Linked DNA regions of Zea mays: region 2 is linked to region 1. The links are chromatin contacts, called in public Hi-C maps. All regions are on one chromosome and are shown on one strand. The core of a region is the stretch at or near the end of the contact, and the rest is flanking DNA. Distances in the headings are between cores, read along the strand shown. Region 1 holds the start of LOC100382469. Region 2 has its middle 7.2 kb from the start of LOC103651101.

Evidence for each region. Hi-C and Micro-C count contacts between places; a contact is called where the count stands out from the background.
Region 2: a Hi-C map of ear shows a contact between it and region 1, with 2.3 times the contacts expected there. The contact joins the enhancer-like site here to the promoter of LOC100382469 in region 1. A contact is called at or near these places in 2 of 25 Hi-C or Micro-C datasets (ear and leaf).

What each region holds. Positions count from the first base shown.
Region 1 is chr3:192,566,734-192,574,461 of Zm-B73-REFERENCE-NAM-5.0, forward strand. LOC100382469 reads right to left here and starts at 4,663. Exons shown (of 2, transcript NM_001366792.1): 1 at 4,112-4,663; 2 at 658-2,097. The coding sequence starts at 4,607. The coding sequence ends at 1,181.
Region 2 is chr3:192,727,049-192,734,776 of Zm-B73-REFERENCE-NAM-5.0, forward strand. No RefSeq gene overlaps it. Among protein-coding and RNA genes, the nearest start is that of LOC103651101, 7.2 kb to the left of the region's middle. Within about 2 kb of position 4,668, at least 18 of the 20 cell types and tissues checked have an H3K27ac peak or open chromatin away from gene starts, as enhancers often do. A contact at or near this core is called in ear and leaf, where this site is marked.

The DNA of each region.
Region 1 (7,728 bases), core at 3,413-5,912:
ATAGCCTCACAACGCAAAGTTGTTTGGCGTAAGTAAGTGCTGGGAATCTGGGCCGGGCTTTTCGGGCCAGCACGAGCACGACCCGAAAATAAGAGCCCAAAGCACGGCCCGACACGAAATAATATGGGCCGGGCTAGCACGGCCCGAATGCGGGCCTGGGCCGGGCCTCAAATTCCGACCCGTCGGGGCCCCAGCACGACACGCATAGATGGGCCGGGCTTGGGCCGACACGGCCCAATTAAGCCCAATCTGTTTAATCTCTTTAATTTAGTAAGATATTGACTTTATATTGTTGTTATATTTAGAGTTTATGTGGTTAAATGATGCTATAATTGTTTAATATCTTTAATTTAGTAAGATATGAACTTTATATGGTTATGATATTTTGATTTTATGTGGTCAAATATACGGGCCGGGCTTGGGCCGGCACGGCCCAACGAAGGCACGGCGTGGTTTAGGGCCGGGCTGGACCACTGTTTTTACACTTCGGGCTGGCACGGCACGGCCCAAAAATTAATTGGACTTTCTTGGTCCGAACCCGTTTGGCACGAAGCACGATGGGCTTGGGCCGGGCCGGCCCGACACGGCCCAATTCCTAGCACTAGGCGTAACGATGATCTAGCGTCGACGTGAATAAGATCTTGACACCACATCATTAACCTATAAACTTTGGTATATAAAATACAACACCACTTTTTTAAGAAGTACATATAAACTCTGTTACGATACAAAGCTCTTGATTATTCCACGATATTAATATTTTTAGGCTGCTCTAGAAGTCTTTCTTATCCTTCCCCATCACACTTCTTATCCAAACTTTACTATATAAATAATATACGATGTAAAACAATATTTTTTATGGCTATATACACGCTTGCTCATCACGTGCATAACCTACACAAGTCCAGGAGCACAGAATTTTTTGTGCCATCACTATCGCTGTCCCCCATCTTTGCTACAGACAGCATCAAGTCTTCTGTTTTCAGCTTCAGAAAATGTGCAGCTATACTCCTGCACTGTGGCAATCGTGATTTCAAGCCAGTAATAATTGTTGCGAGTGGGGTGGCGGTGAATATGCGTGAACATGATAGGAGCCACGTACCTTTACTTGCAGGAGCACAACGTTTCTGCCTACGAGCAACAGTTCTGTCCCCCTGAAACTACAAATTCAAGCAAAAACCTACCGTGAAGTTTCTGCAACATTCAGTCTTCCTTCGATGACATCTCTAACGAAACTGTTCAAAGAACACCGAGAAGATCCACCTTCCTGAACTGCGCGGCGTGAAGCCTCTCTCAGCTCCGCAGCCCTTCTTCTCATCTCTAGGCTATCATCGTCAGTCAAATCCATAAGCTTCGTTACAGTATCGCAGATCGCGGCCCTTCCGACAACACCATCCTCCCTTCTCCGTTCCCTCAAGTCGACGCCGATCTTCCACTCATCAGCCACGAGATGGCCAATCACCAGCTGATCCCAAGCAACGGGAAAGGCAAGCATCGGCACTCCAGCGAACACGGCCTCCAGGGTCGAGTTCCACCCACAATGGCTCAGGAAGCCACCGACGGAGGGGTGGCACAGGACCTTCAGTTGGTCACACCACGGCACCACCAAGCCCTTGCCACCAGCAGAGATCTGCTCAAGGGTGGCGGTGCTAGCTCTGTCCCGGGCCACCCAGAAGAACCTAACCGTGCTTTCATGCAACCCCAGGGCGACCTCTTCCAGCTGAGACGAAGGCATCGAGACATGGGTGCCAAATGAGACGTACAGTACCGAGCTTCTTGGCTGGGCATCCAGCCAACCGAAGTAGTCTTCTTCATGGTGAAACTCGCCCGAATCACCTTCCAGTGGCATATATGGAATTGAAGGGCCAACTGCATATATAGGGCATGGAACCACTTGCGATGTTCCATCGATGGCGCCGGTTTCGAGCTCGTAGAAGGAGGTGAAGAGGACACACTGTGCCTTGCGCAGGTTGGAGAACACCTGCGCTAGCCGTTTCATTGGCAGCACCATGGAGCGGAGGGTCTTCATATCAGAACATTTTACCGGCGCGAGGGCTGGGAACGGGAGATATTGATCCAGGGACCTGCAGCTTAGGCCTGCAGTTCAGAACAGCATTGTGTTTTCAGTTAGGCGCTCTGAACGCTTGTAAATTGGAAATTGTTATCGGCAAAGGGTAAAGCCAGCTGTTTGGACTGCTGCTGCTGCAATTCATAGAGACAGAAACATTGTAGAAGCAGTAGAAGCTGATACTGATTAAAATATTCATGAGATGGAAAAGGAAGGACATGGTTTTGTGGGACAAGAAGAATTTTCTGGGTTAACTCGTTCAGACTTTCTATTGACTGGCGAGTGATTTTGCCACTCTAAATTCAGCATCTCTGCATCTGTGACTAGCTTATTCGGGAGATGGAAAAGGAAGGACATGGTTTTGTCCTAGTATCTTAGTTCATGGGTTTGGAATCTCAGATCGTGGAGATAAAAGTGGAAAACTAAAATAAAGTTTGAGTTCACTGAAAATGCTTTGGTTTCTCTATGCATTGCATTGAATGTGTTAGTGACGAAAGGGATACTGGTTTATTGAAAAAACATTCTAACTGAGTAATCGTTGCGCGCCTCCCTGAATTTAAGAGCTCTATGACTAACTCCTGAATTTTTGGATATTATTCTCAGACACTGCCATTTGGATATGCTTGCTAATAGCATTCTGAGGCTTCCAGATCAAATAAGACGTGCCATTTTCAGTTATCATTCATGAAGGCAGCAGTTGTCTTCACTGATCCTTTCAACAACAAAAAATGGTTCAACTAAACATTTTCTAGACACTACAGTATCCAACATGTTTGCATCAAACTTCTCGGAAGCCGGTGATGTTTTCTCATAGACATTCATATATATGGAGATTTTTGTAAGACGTAGATGGCGCTGACGCGCTGTGGCGGACTGGCGGTTTACTGCTATAATAGTAGAATCAGGGAGTGTTTGAGAGTGATATCTTTTCACAGTTTCGAAAAAATACTGCAGTATTCTCAAATATTGTAGTATCATATATAAAATGTTGTTCGGCAAACTAGCTAAAATCTCTGTTTTCAAAAGTGAAGTATTGTAAATACTGTAGTTGTTTTAAGATATTTTAAACTTCGCTGTGGCGGACTGCCAGTTTACTGCTATAATAGTAGAATTGCAATGTCTCAAAGGGTGTTTGGGAAGTGTTTGGGAGTGAAGTTTTTTCACAGTTTTAGAAAAATACTGCAGTATCATATACATAATGGTGTACGTCAAGCTAGCTAAAATCTCTGTTTTCAAAACTGGAGTATTGTAAATATTGTAGTTGTTTTAAGATATTTTAAACTTACGTATGGATCTCAGTATTCAAAACTCTAGTATTTTAAACTATGTTATTGTTATGACTGATGTATACTGTAGTATTTCAAAAATTGTGGTTTTCAATAACTTTGTTCCCAAACTAAGCCTTAGTGTTATTTTCAACTATAGCTTACACTTTCTTTATATGTCACTTTTAGCTCATTTAAGTTTTATGTGAACCGTTTTGTAAGGATGTATGCAAACAACTGCAAAAGACCGGAACTGTTTTTCTCCCTGCTATCTAAAAATTCATATATGTGGTCGACCTTCAAGATCATGATTGCATGGCAACTCATGAATCTTTAGGGCTAGTTTGAGAAATTTCGGAAAGGATTTGAGTTTGACAACTCCGGAAACTCCGGATCGGATTTGAGTTTCCAGCTAGTTTGATAACTCCATTTTTCTAAGTGATTTCTATTTTTTCAAGGGAAACGAGTTAATTTCGTTTGGAAAAAATCTCTTAAAAAATAAGGTTGTCAAACTAGCCCTTAGAGAATTCGTATGTATATGAATGTCTATGAATACGGTATCAGACTACAGAGAATTTCTAAGTGATTGCCTTGGATGACTTGATAATAATAAATAATCAAGAAGAACAGAAATAGCTCTCCCTCTCCGCTAGTCCCCCTTTGACTCTAGCCCTCTATCGACTTGAACGATAAGATCTTATTTTACCTGCGTTTTTGAACAATCAAACTCCCCACGCTCAAATTCAGTCGTATGCAAAAAGAAGGAAGTAGCCAATACCTTCTTCCCCTTGATGACCATCCACCGGCGGCCAACGGTCCAGGTGCCAGAGCGCCAAGAAGAACGTGGCCGGTTGCGTCCACAGCGAGCACACCGGTATCCCCCGCGCAGATCCAACCCCAACGCCCCAAGCCAGGAAGGTGTCGGCCACGATGGCGTCCGGCTTCCGCTCCAGGGACAGCCGGTCCAGCAGCCGCTCGACGGGCGCCACCATCTTGATATGCACGGCCTCGACGAAGCCTGCGAAGTCGGCGCCGCGGACCCTCTCGGAGGGGATGACGTTGGGGATGGTGGCGAGGCGGACGCGGTCGGGGAGCGTGCCGGGCACCCCCGCTGCGGCCAGCAGCGCGTGCCACTCCTCTGTGACGACGACGGTCACGCTCAAGGCAGCGTCCGCGGCGGCGAGCAGGCGGCACACGACGAGCATGGGGTTGACGTGACCTCGGCCGGGGTACGGCACTGCGACCACGTGCCGAGCTGCCGCCGCTGTGGCCATTGTTTTTGCTACGCGAAGACTGCAGAGCGAGCTGGGCTGAAGACTATCACCTCCTGTACATAGAGGAGATTTGACTGGAGCGATTATAGAGGAGATTCTTCTACCCATTCTAGCAACGACGGCTATGCAAGCGGTCCTTCTTTGCAAGAGTGAAAGTAAACCATCTGATACATTAGATTACGATCCAACCGTAGGTCATATTTAACACTTAAACACTTACACCACCAGCTCAATAATCTTTATAAAAAAATCCCTAACAAATCATGATTGTATCTGTGGTTAAATCGTAATCTAATGAATCAGATGATTTACTTGCACGCTTGCAAAGAAGGACCGCTTGCATAGCCGTCGTTGTCCTTATAAAAAGCGTTAAATATATAGAATTTTATCTTTTATGTATAGAAATTCTCTTTAACTCTCATCTGTTTATTTTAATCGTTAAACAATAAATTAAACAAAACTAAAAAATATATTCAATATTTATAAGCATCATAAATATATACATACAAAGATCTATAGCAAAATATATTTTTAATATAGATATTTAGGATATAGAGCTTTTACATCTTGTGGCACTAATGAAACGACTTAGATGAGATTGTCATCAACTAGACGACCTAAAGTTTATGGAATCATTAAGCAGTTATATATTGGAGTGTGGTCCACTCTGATCATCAGTGGCCGTTGCAAGGGGTTTTGTGCTCATTTTGTGCGTGGGATTTATGAAGAGCAATCCTAGTGAAGACAATCTCGAAGAGTCTCTAACCATCTAATCAACTTAACTAGAGACTCTTTCGTCATCTAACCAAAGAGTACAGACTTGTTCGTTTGTCTAAGAATAAACTTATAATCATTCCAACTAATCACAATTTATATAACTTAAAGAAGAAATCCAGCTAGAAATTGTTTTAGACCTACCTAAAATAGTCAATTTCAACTTTGTTCCTATATCAACCTAAAACTGCTATTTTTGCCAACTATGTCTACGATGGATCTCATACTTACTAGTAGAGCTGCTCTAGTGTAAATCCCAAATTCGGATTCAATGTACACCAATTGTTCTTAACAAACCTCTAGTGCATCGACTTCTAAAAGGTACTCATGGATTTAGGATTAATCTCTTCTATACTTAAAGCACCAGTAAAAAAATTTCTTTACATTTCTTTTAAATCAACTTAGCGTAAAATATTAAAAAGCGGTGCAGCAGGTAGGGGTTTGAACCCAACACCCTGATGGAAGAAGGGTGAAAGAAACTGGGTGAAACTGTCTAACCAATAGAACATCATGCTCAGATGTTTATAATATTGAATATAAATTGTACATATGATTTTTTTGTAAAATAAAAAAAATAATCGTGCCGGACCATGCCAGCACTATGGACCGAGGCTACGGCCCAAGCACCACACGTCGCTCGTGACGGGTTGGCCCAGGCACTATTAAATGGGTCGTGCCTCGGGCCGGCTCGCCAGACACGACTCATTTGGCCATTCATACCTCCTCACGATAATGATGGTCCTCGCCTCAGTTGCCACCACCTCGATCGTCATTCTACTTCTTTTCTCTCTCCCCTCTCATGCCTCCACCTCTGCGCCCCCCATATTCTCGGTAGAGGGCGTAGGAGCAAGCGCCTCCTCCACGTATTCGTCCGACACCGACTCGCGCAGTGACTTTGCACATCCACGAGGATATTTCACATCATACGCGCACCATCGTTTTCGCCGTCGTCGGACGTCCCGTTCGTCTTCCCTGCCTTCTCCCTATTCTTTCACCCCAACCAGCTTCCCCCGCCCACGGTCACAACCGCGAGCCGACCGACGCTCGTCGACGCGGGTACGGGGCGAGTCGGTCATGCTCCTGGCCTTTCTCCGTGCCTGCCGTCGAGGAGGACATGGTGGCGCCTGCCACACTTAGGTTATCTTAGCGATGAGGAGTCCAGGTCTGATATATTGGACAACTAAGGTCCGTAGCGTGGAAGCAATCGGCATATGCTACGGAGTTGGTGCCAGTGTTGTGTCGCTTCGGCGGGTCCAGGGCTGGGAAGACACTCGCATTCTCTCACCCTTCTCGGACTGACGTCTGGTGCGGGTGCCTCTTGGTTTGGAGCTGCTCCGGCTGGACTTTTTTTCTCTGCTTGCGTTCTCTCTCTCCCTATATATCTAGCGATATACTATCTATATCGCCTCTAGATGCCCAGGTCTTCATCGTGTCCTTCTCCGACAACGAAGAGGTATGCCCGCCTCTTTCCTTCCCCTCCTGCTCTACGAAACCTTGGAAGTGGGAGAGACGATGGATGTGAATCTCTGATTTGATGTCTATGCTACCCGTGCGTTCATAAAAAATATTTTGCGAAAAGTTGAGACAACTAATAAAAAAATCTTGAGATCTTTTTGATAGATAATTTACATGGGTATTATTGTGAGCCGTCGCAACGTACGGGTAACGAATTTAGTTATGCTTTAAAAAGACATTGGAGTTTTATGACTTTTGTTTGACTGGCTCACATTGTCGCGAACAAGTCAAAAAGTGTGTAAGAGAATCTTATCTTTTTATGATGAGGGTCGCCAAGTTTGAAACGCAAAAGCAAGTGAAGACAAAACATGTATTAATTTTGTGGGACATTTCGCCCCATACAGGTTGTCACGTTTCAATCTTGGCGGGACATTTCTAATGAGGCAACCGGAGATTAATTTTGGGTGTGGTGTTTTCTGTAGTCGATTAGATATTTACCCATCTTCTTTATGCACAAGGAAGTGTAGATAAATAATCACATTGACTTAGGATCTGTTTGTTTATGATTATAATATGTCAAGTCATATAATCTAACTTAAATTTAAAGTAAGTTAGATTATATAATCTATAATTTTAAATAAAAACCCTTTAGACTGTTGAATTAATATGGGCCTGGCTTATATTAATACTTAATAATAGTTAATGCTAGAGGTCCACTTTAATGCTATGTTGTATTAGTATTTTAGTACCATACCGAAAGTTTAAGGAACAATTTACTCAACTTAAATAGGTAGACCATTTGTGTATCTATTGAGAAGATGAGAAAATGATGAAGGACTGCCACACACACGCGCCGCCGGCCAGATCGGGCTGTGGTCGATCGGACCTTGGT
Region 2 (7,728 bases), core at 3,418-5,917, 160 kb after region 1:
AGGAAGTTAGCTAACTTCCTAGAGGGCTCTAGGAAGTTAAGCTAACTTCCGACAAAAAATTTCCGAGAGCCAAACTTCCGACGGGATGGCTTAACTTCCGAGAGTTTAACTAACTTCCTAGAGTTTAGAGCTAACTTCCTAGGGTTTAGGCTCTAGGAAGTTTACTATTTTGGTGTAGTGTTTAGGGGGAGTAATCATTTCAACTGGTATCATTCATATGGTTTAATTTAATATCCTTCTAGTAATATCATTTGATACAATTCTTGTTGAGGGCAAGCTTTTATTTACTTCCTACATGCTTTTAATGTCTTCCTTTTCGGTGGTTGATGCCAAAGGGGGAGAAGTTTAGGGACCAAAGCAATGAAAACTATATCAAACACCAAACACCACAACTTTAAAATTTTATATCTCCAAATGGTTTTCAAGTGGTTTTGGTTATTTGGTCCAAAAATAGGAAGTAAGTGAATTATGGAGTTAGGGGGAGGCTTAAGTCCATAATTTCATATTGTGGGGATAATCATGCATCTTAGCAAGTAGAGTGCACATTTTTCAAAAACTTGTATTATTTGCTTGCTTTGGTTGTGTTGTCATCAATCACCAAAAAGGGGGAGATTGTAAGGAAAATGGACCCCGGGCCATTTGGCTAATTGAGTTTTGGTGTTTGATGATTAACACAACCTGTGGACTAATATGTTTGCTAGTGTTTATAATTGTAGTTCACAGGATGCGAAGAGAATTGGACCAAGGCAATGAGGATGCAACACCTCAAAAGAAGACATAAAAAGATGCATAGGAGTCCAATACTCAAGAACAAAAGAAGCCCGAAGAAATCAGCGAAGGAACCCAAGAAGCGGGCTATCAGCCAGCGCCTGGTGGCGCACCGGACAGTGCTGTCCGGTGTGGCACCGGACAGTCTGCGTAGAGAGGCCACAGACAGGCGCTCTCAGGCTGTAGCACCGGACTGTCCGGTGTGCACCGGACTGTCCAGTGTGCCACGGGCAGACGGCAACGGTCGGATCCAACGGTCGACTGCTACAGGCGCCAACGGTCGGCTGACGTGGCGTGCACCGGACATTGCACAGTAGATGTCCGGGGGTGCACCGGACTGTCCGGTGCACCCGACGACAGAAAGCTGTTGCTTTCTGTCCAACGACTAGTTTGGGGGTGTGGAGGCTATAAATACCACCCCAACCGGCCATTCTCAAGTGTGAGAGCCCAAGCAACATACCAAGACACATAGTGCATATTTCCAAGAGCTCAAACACCCAAGTGCTTAATAGAATCACTCGGTGATTAGCGTAGGTGCTTTGCGAAGTGCTTAGGTTAGTTAGACCGCTTTAGCGCTTGCTCTAGGTGAACCCTAGTTAGTTGAGTGAGTTTTGTAAAACCACACAACCCCTCGGCTCTTGCGTGAGTCGTTGTAATTGTACCGAGTGGGGCGAGAGTCTTGCGAGACCGTGACAACCGCGTTTGTGTCACGGCCGCCACCGTGTACCGGAGGGAACAAGGCCCGCGGCGTTTCGGCCAGAAGCTCGATAGTGGAGACGGCGGGGAGCGTCCGAGAGGAGCCGGAAGCGGAGCACCACTTGCGCGTGGAGAAGGCCCGTGGCTCTCTACGGAGTTACTCGACCGTGGTGCTTGGCCCTCGCGTGGGCTTCCCTTTGCGTAGGGGCACCAACGAGGATTAGTCGGGACCTTGCGTGGTTCCGGATACCTCGGTAAAAATACCGGCGTCATCCACAAGAGTTTGCTTCTCTACTTAGCTCTTTACATTTCGCATTTATATTTAGCATTTAAGTTTCAATCTTATTGTCATACTTATTTAGTGTAGATTGAAACTTAGCCTTTGCGGTAGAGATAGCAACACTTAGACAAAACCTAGTTTGCACATTCTAGTTTTGATTATTTGCATAGGTTTTGCTCTAGGGATTTAATTGTGGCCTAGTTTAGTAAAAGTTTTAGAAGTCCTAATTCACCCCCCTCTTAGGCGTCACCCGTTTCCTACACCGAGCTTTCTCCTCAACATCCAGAGACGCTATCAGATTTTCAACTGATATCTCCTATCTCTTATGTTTCAGAGATGTGGCGAAGTTCCTCCATGTAGAAGGCAACTTTGCAATAATGCACCCAGCCACAAATCGGTCAGGAAGGACTATCTTAAGGTGGTCGAGCTCCTTGGCTATACACTGTATTTCATGAGCTTGCTCTACAATAGAGCGATTATCAACCATCTTATAATCATGAAAGCTCTCCATGATATACAGGTCACTGTCAGCATCCGATGCACCATACTTGGTAGTAAGTGCATCCCATAACTCTTTCCCGTCTTTGTACTGAATATTCGCATCAACCAGACAGTCAACAAGGGCGCTAAGAACGGCTCCCGTAAAGATAGTATTGGCATGGTCGTACTCTTTCTCCTGTTCAGGAGTCAGTGGACCCTCAGGTCTGCCTTTACTAACATGGAAGACATTCATAGCAGTAAGCCAGAGCGTGGCCTTGACTTGCCATCTCTTAAAGTGCATACCATTGAACTTTTCTGGCTTGAGCGCATCGGCAAAAGCAGCCAAAGAAAAACTAGGAAATTGTCTACAATAAGGTTTTTGGATTGTTGAATAATTAGACAAATTCCAGATTAAATTCTGAATATAAATCATGACAAAATCACAAGCACTGAAGTAAAAAGTCAAATCAGATGATGCGTACTGATTAGACATACTGATAGATGGCGTGCGCCGGAATCAGCAGGGTCGACGACGTCGAAGTAGCGAAATCAGCAGGGTCGACGAGGTCAGAAGATCACGAGCAGTCGCGTGAAGACGCTTCCCAAAAACCTTATTCGGCCTCTCCTGGTGCAGGATCTAGAAGGCGAAGGGTTCCGGAGACCTGCTCTCCTAATCGCAGATGCACCTCTGCGATCGGGATGAAGAGAACTGGAAGGCGGCTCAGCTGTGAAGAGAGGCGAAAGCGAATTGGGATGATTTGGAGGCTGGCTGCCGTGCTCCTTTTATAGGGTCGAGTCCGCGAACCCTGGTCTTATCCGCCCACGAAAACCTCGCAATCAGTTGAGATTTTATAGCGATCGGTTAGGATAGACGTAACAGCCAAGAAACCAAAAAATCGAACGGCAAAAGATAGCCGCGCCCCTGCAAGGCGATGGGCCGGATTTCGGCGGACCATTTACGTGCATGTCGTGCGCCCGCGCCCTTCGCCCTGCCCAGGCCAGGCGAGCGAGCGCGCGCGTGTGGCTCTCCACACTCTCTCCTCTCATCCATGACTTGGTGAGTGAGTGTGGCTTCCATATTTAAGTTTAAGCTAGCTCTACTCTACTAGAGCTAGCAATATGGTGCTAATGGTTCCACCTATCCTCTAGCCATCCCCTTGTATGGGCTTTTGAGATTTTTCTGGGATTTATTTGAATTTCTTAATTGGGCCAAGCCCATAAATCCTAACAAGATCTAGTTGTCCACTTAAGATTTTTTCATCGAATTGATCTCTTAATTTCTAGGCGACTCTACGTCGTCTAAGGACGTTTCAGATGACCTATCGACTTGAAGTGCTCTAAGATCTCTACCCCAGGGGCGAGATCTAGATTCCAGCAAGGAGGAAGACGACCCTACGCCATCGTGGACCGTTCGGTCCAGTGCGACGCAGTGAAGGCGTCGCTCCTACGCCCAGGTTGCGAACCGTCCGACCCATAGTCGCTGACCATCCGCGCCGCTGCAGATGGCACCGCCAGACGATACACCCCTAGTGATTGGCGCTGCCCAGATCAACGCCAACACACTTCAATTTAGGTCAGCTCAAGAGACAGACAACGTGTAAAATTTTCTACCCGACTGTTCACAACCTTCACCAAGCAAACTAGGTTCCATCTATACATACTATTACAAACCATCACAGCAGCTTTGCCGTTCCACGTTCTCTCACGCCCTCAACATTGGCGTGTACCTGCTGCTTATACTTGTAGGAACTCAAACTTGGATCACCACGTACTTGAGTATGCTTTACAACGGTGATATGAGTTTGATGATCTCTTCCAACTTCCAAAAGCCATCGCCTGCATCCACTGTATGACGATGAAATGGACGAATACGAAGGCTACTATGAAAAATGGATGAGTATGTAGTAGCCTCCGCAGGCGCAATTCAGTCACGACACCCGTGGTCGTAGGATAGCTAATTAAGTGCTGTGTTTGGGTGGTGCTTTTTTTTTTTCTATCAAAACCGGTCCAAATGACACCTCTGGCCAGGGAATTATTGGGAGACGATGTCGGCTTCCGTGGGGGCAGCCGGGTGGACGCAGCGACGTTTGATTTGTTGGTGACTGTCGTTTACGCCGGCTTCCAGTGGAGTGCACAGTGGCAGCACAGGAAGCCAACAGCCAACACGCAGTGGGGTGTTCTGATCTGATCCACATGCGCTCATGCATGTGACAAACACATAAGCTCAGTTCGTAAGGCCCAGGAACAGTACACGTCTACCAGGCAATAGGCATAGCACCAGCCACCAGCTGCAGGATCTGTCGCCCACTCTTCTCAAACGATTCCGCTTCCACACGTTATTGGCGATCGGTAGCAGCAGCATCACTGTCATCTTATCTACAGCCGGATACCTGAAGCTGTGAAGCCCATCGCTGCAAAACTATCGCTTCAGTCGGGCTACCGGAGTAAACGGCCGGCCTTTCCCGTATAGCTTACGTGGGCTGCTTCTTATCTACAGACTGGGCCTCCATTCTATACACCTCACGTTTATGATGCCAAACGCTACCAAGGCTTTCCGTGCGCGGTTCCAACAACCAGTGTGCTACTGTGCTTTCTGGGTGGGCAGCATAGTCTATGCACTGTCACCTCACTCCGTTCCAAATCAAAATTCGTTCTAGATTTCTACTATATCCATACAACAATTAAATGTGTGTTATATATATGTGTTTAGTTTCATCATCATCTATTTAAGTATAGATATAAAAATTCAAGAGATAAAGCGAATACTAATTTAAGAAGGAGGCAACATTAAACAAATTGAGAAAAAATATTTAAGTGCAATAATTGTAGAAAAACACAGTAGAAATTAATTCTACGTAAAGAGATAAATACATCTAAAAGCATGTTAAATTTCACGGTCCAGAGGAAGCCTTGATCGACATCCTACACACGCAGGGCTGTAAACAAGCCAAACTGAGGAACCACTTAACGAGCTAAAGAAGAAGGCTCGGCTTAGCTCAAAGATGGCTAGTAAATTGTACCATGATCAATAATAGGGCTATTTCAAATCATACCCTTAATTTTGACACTTTTCTTATTTTTACCCTTTTCGTGATTTTTGCTCACATCTGCCCTTTTGCTTTATAGCAACAGAAAGGACCCACCTCGGTGGAACCCCGCGGCATCGAGTCCGGGGTCGGGCATGGCAAAACCTGACAGGGGAGATCGGACGTGTCAAAAGGGAACCACTCGAGTGGATCACGCACTCAGCCCTAGACTGACTCGCCATAAATAGTCGACCACATTTAACCATGTCTGACACCTAGCCATAGCGCGGCGCCAGTCCGCTTCCACTCATGACCTACGAGCACCTCGGGCCGCATAGCACTCATGACCTACGAGCCCCTCGGACCGTGACGCATTCATGGCTCACGCACCCCTTGCGCACTTATGGTCTATCACACTAGGCATGAGTGCGCCGACCTCCCGCAGGGCACTACATGTCGGGCCGCGCCGAGCCCTAGGCTACGGGGGCCAGGGGTCGGCGTAGCCAAAATGATGACGCCAGGGACCATTGTCACCCCACGTCGTCCGCCACGATAAATACGAGACAACCATGTAGCCCTGGCCCCACGAGTACGTGTGGATCCACCCATGTAAAACGTTGTTTTTACCCTTGACTTACAACTCATTCCCAAGGAAGCCATCGCTGGACAACCCCTCTCCCGGCCTATAAAAGGGAGAGGCTGGCCTCAAGGCAAGGGGATCGAAAGGAGAGAGCTCTTGGGGCAACCAGACGCCTTCAGATGGACACGAGCCCACAAGGACAAACAGGAGGAGGAAGAGCGTCGACAAGGACTAGGAGATCGGAGCTCTGCCGACCAAGACTTAGCTAGGACTATACCCTGCAGCTTCTAAGCTCCACTTACACCCCGATAAAGAGTCTTGTGAGCCTCTTCTTCCTCTCTCAACCGCCCGTAACCACTACTACGAGTTTGATCATTAACGGTGCTGATAGCGTAAGCCACCGATGACTGCAAGTAGGGACGTTCTGCCTAAACAAATCGAGGAAAAATATTTAAGTGTAATAATTGTAGAAAAACACAGTAGAAATTAATTCTACGTAAAGAGATAAATACACGTCTAAAAGGATGTTAAATTTCACGGTTCAGAGGAAGCCTTGATCGACATTCTACACACGCAGGGCTGTAAACAAGCCAAACTGAGGAACCACTTAACGAGCTAAAGAAGGCTCGGCTTAGCTTAAAGATGGCTAGTAAATTATACCATGATCAATAATAGGGCTATTTCAAATCATACCCTTAATTTTGACACTTTTCTTATTTTTACCCTTTTTGTGATTTTTGCTCACCTGTGTCCTTTTGCTTTATAGCAACAGAAAGGACCTGCCTCGATGGAACCCCGCGACATCGAGTCCAGGGTCGGGCGTGGTGAAACCTGACAGGGGAGGTCGAACGTGTCAAAAGAGAACCACTCGAGTGGATCCCCGCGCTCAGCCCCAGACTGACTCGCCATAAATAGCCGACCACATTTAACCATGTCTGACACCTAGCCATAGCGTGGCGCCAGTCCGCTTCCCACTCATGACCTGCGAGCACCTCGGGCTGCATAGCACTCATGACCTACGAGCCCCTCGGACCGTGACGCATTCATGGCTCACGCACCCCTTGCGCACTTATGGTCTATCACACTAGGCCTGAGTGCGCCGACCTCCCGCAGGGCACTACATGTCGGGCCGCGCCGAGCCCTAGGCTACGGGGGCCAGGGGTCGACGTAGCCAAAATGATGACGCCAGGGACCATCATCACCCCACGTCGTCCGCCACGATAAATACGAGACAACCATGTAGCCCTGGCCCCACGAGTACGTGTGGATCCACCCATGTAAAACGTTGTTTTTACCCTTGACTTACAACTCATTCCCAAGGAAGCCATTGTTGGACGACCCCTCTCCCGGCCTATAAAAGGGAGAGGTTGGCCTCAGGGCAAGAGGATCGAAAGGAGAGAGCTCTTGGGGCAACCAGACGCCTTCAGATGGACACGAGCCCACAAGGACGAACAGGAGGAGGAAGAGCGTCGACAAGGACTAGGAGGTCGGAGCTCTACCGACCAAGACTTAGCTAGGACTATACCCTGCAGCTTCTAAGCTCCACTTACACCCCGATAAAGAGTCTTGTGAGCCTCTTCTTCCTCTCTCAACCGCCTGTAACCACTACTACGAGTTTGATCATTAATGGTGCTAATAGCGTAAGCCACCGATGACTGCAAGTAGGGACGTTCTGCCTAAACCAGTATAAACCTTGCACCCTCCGTACACACCCTCCGGAACCCGGAATGCATACAAGAAATTTACTTGTAAAAACACCGATAACTCTAAATTATAAATTGTCATATATTCATCATCAAAAGCTAAGGAATGAGTAAAATATCGATTAAATTATCTAATATATATCATCATTATATTGTTTGATTGATTTTTCACAAGTAGGCTCGCTACATCAACAA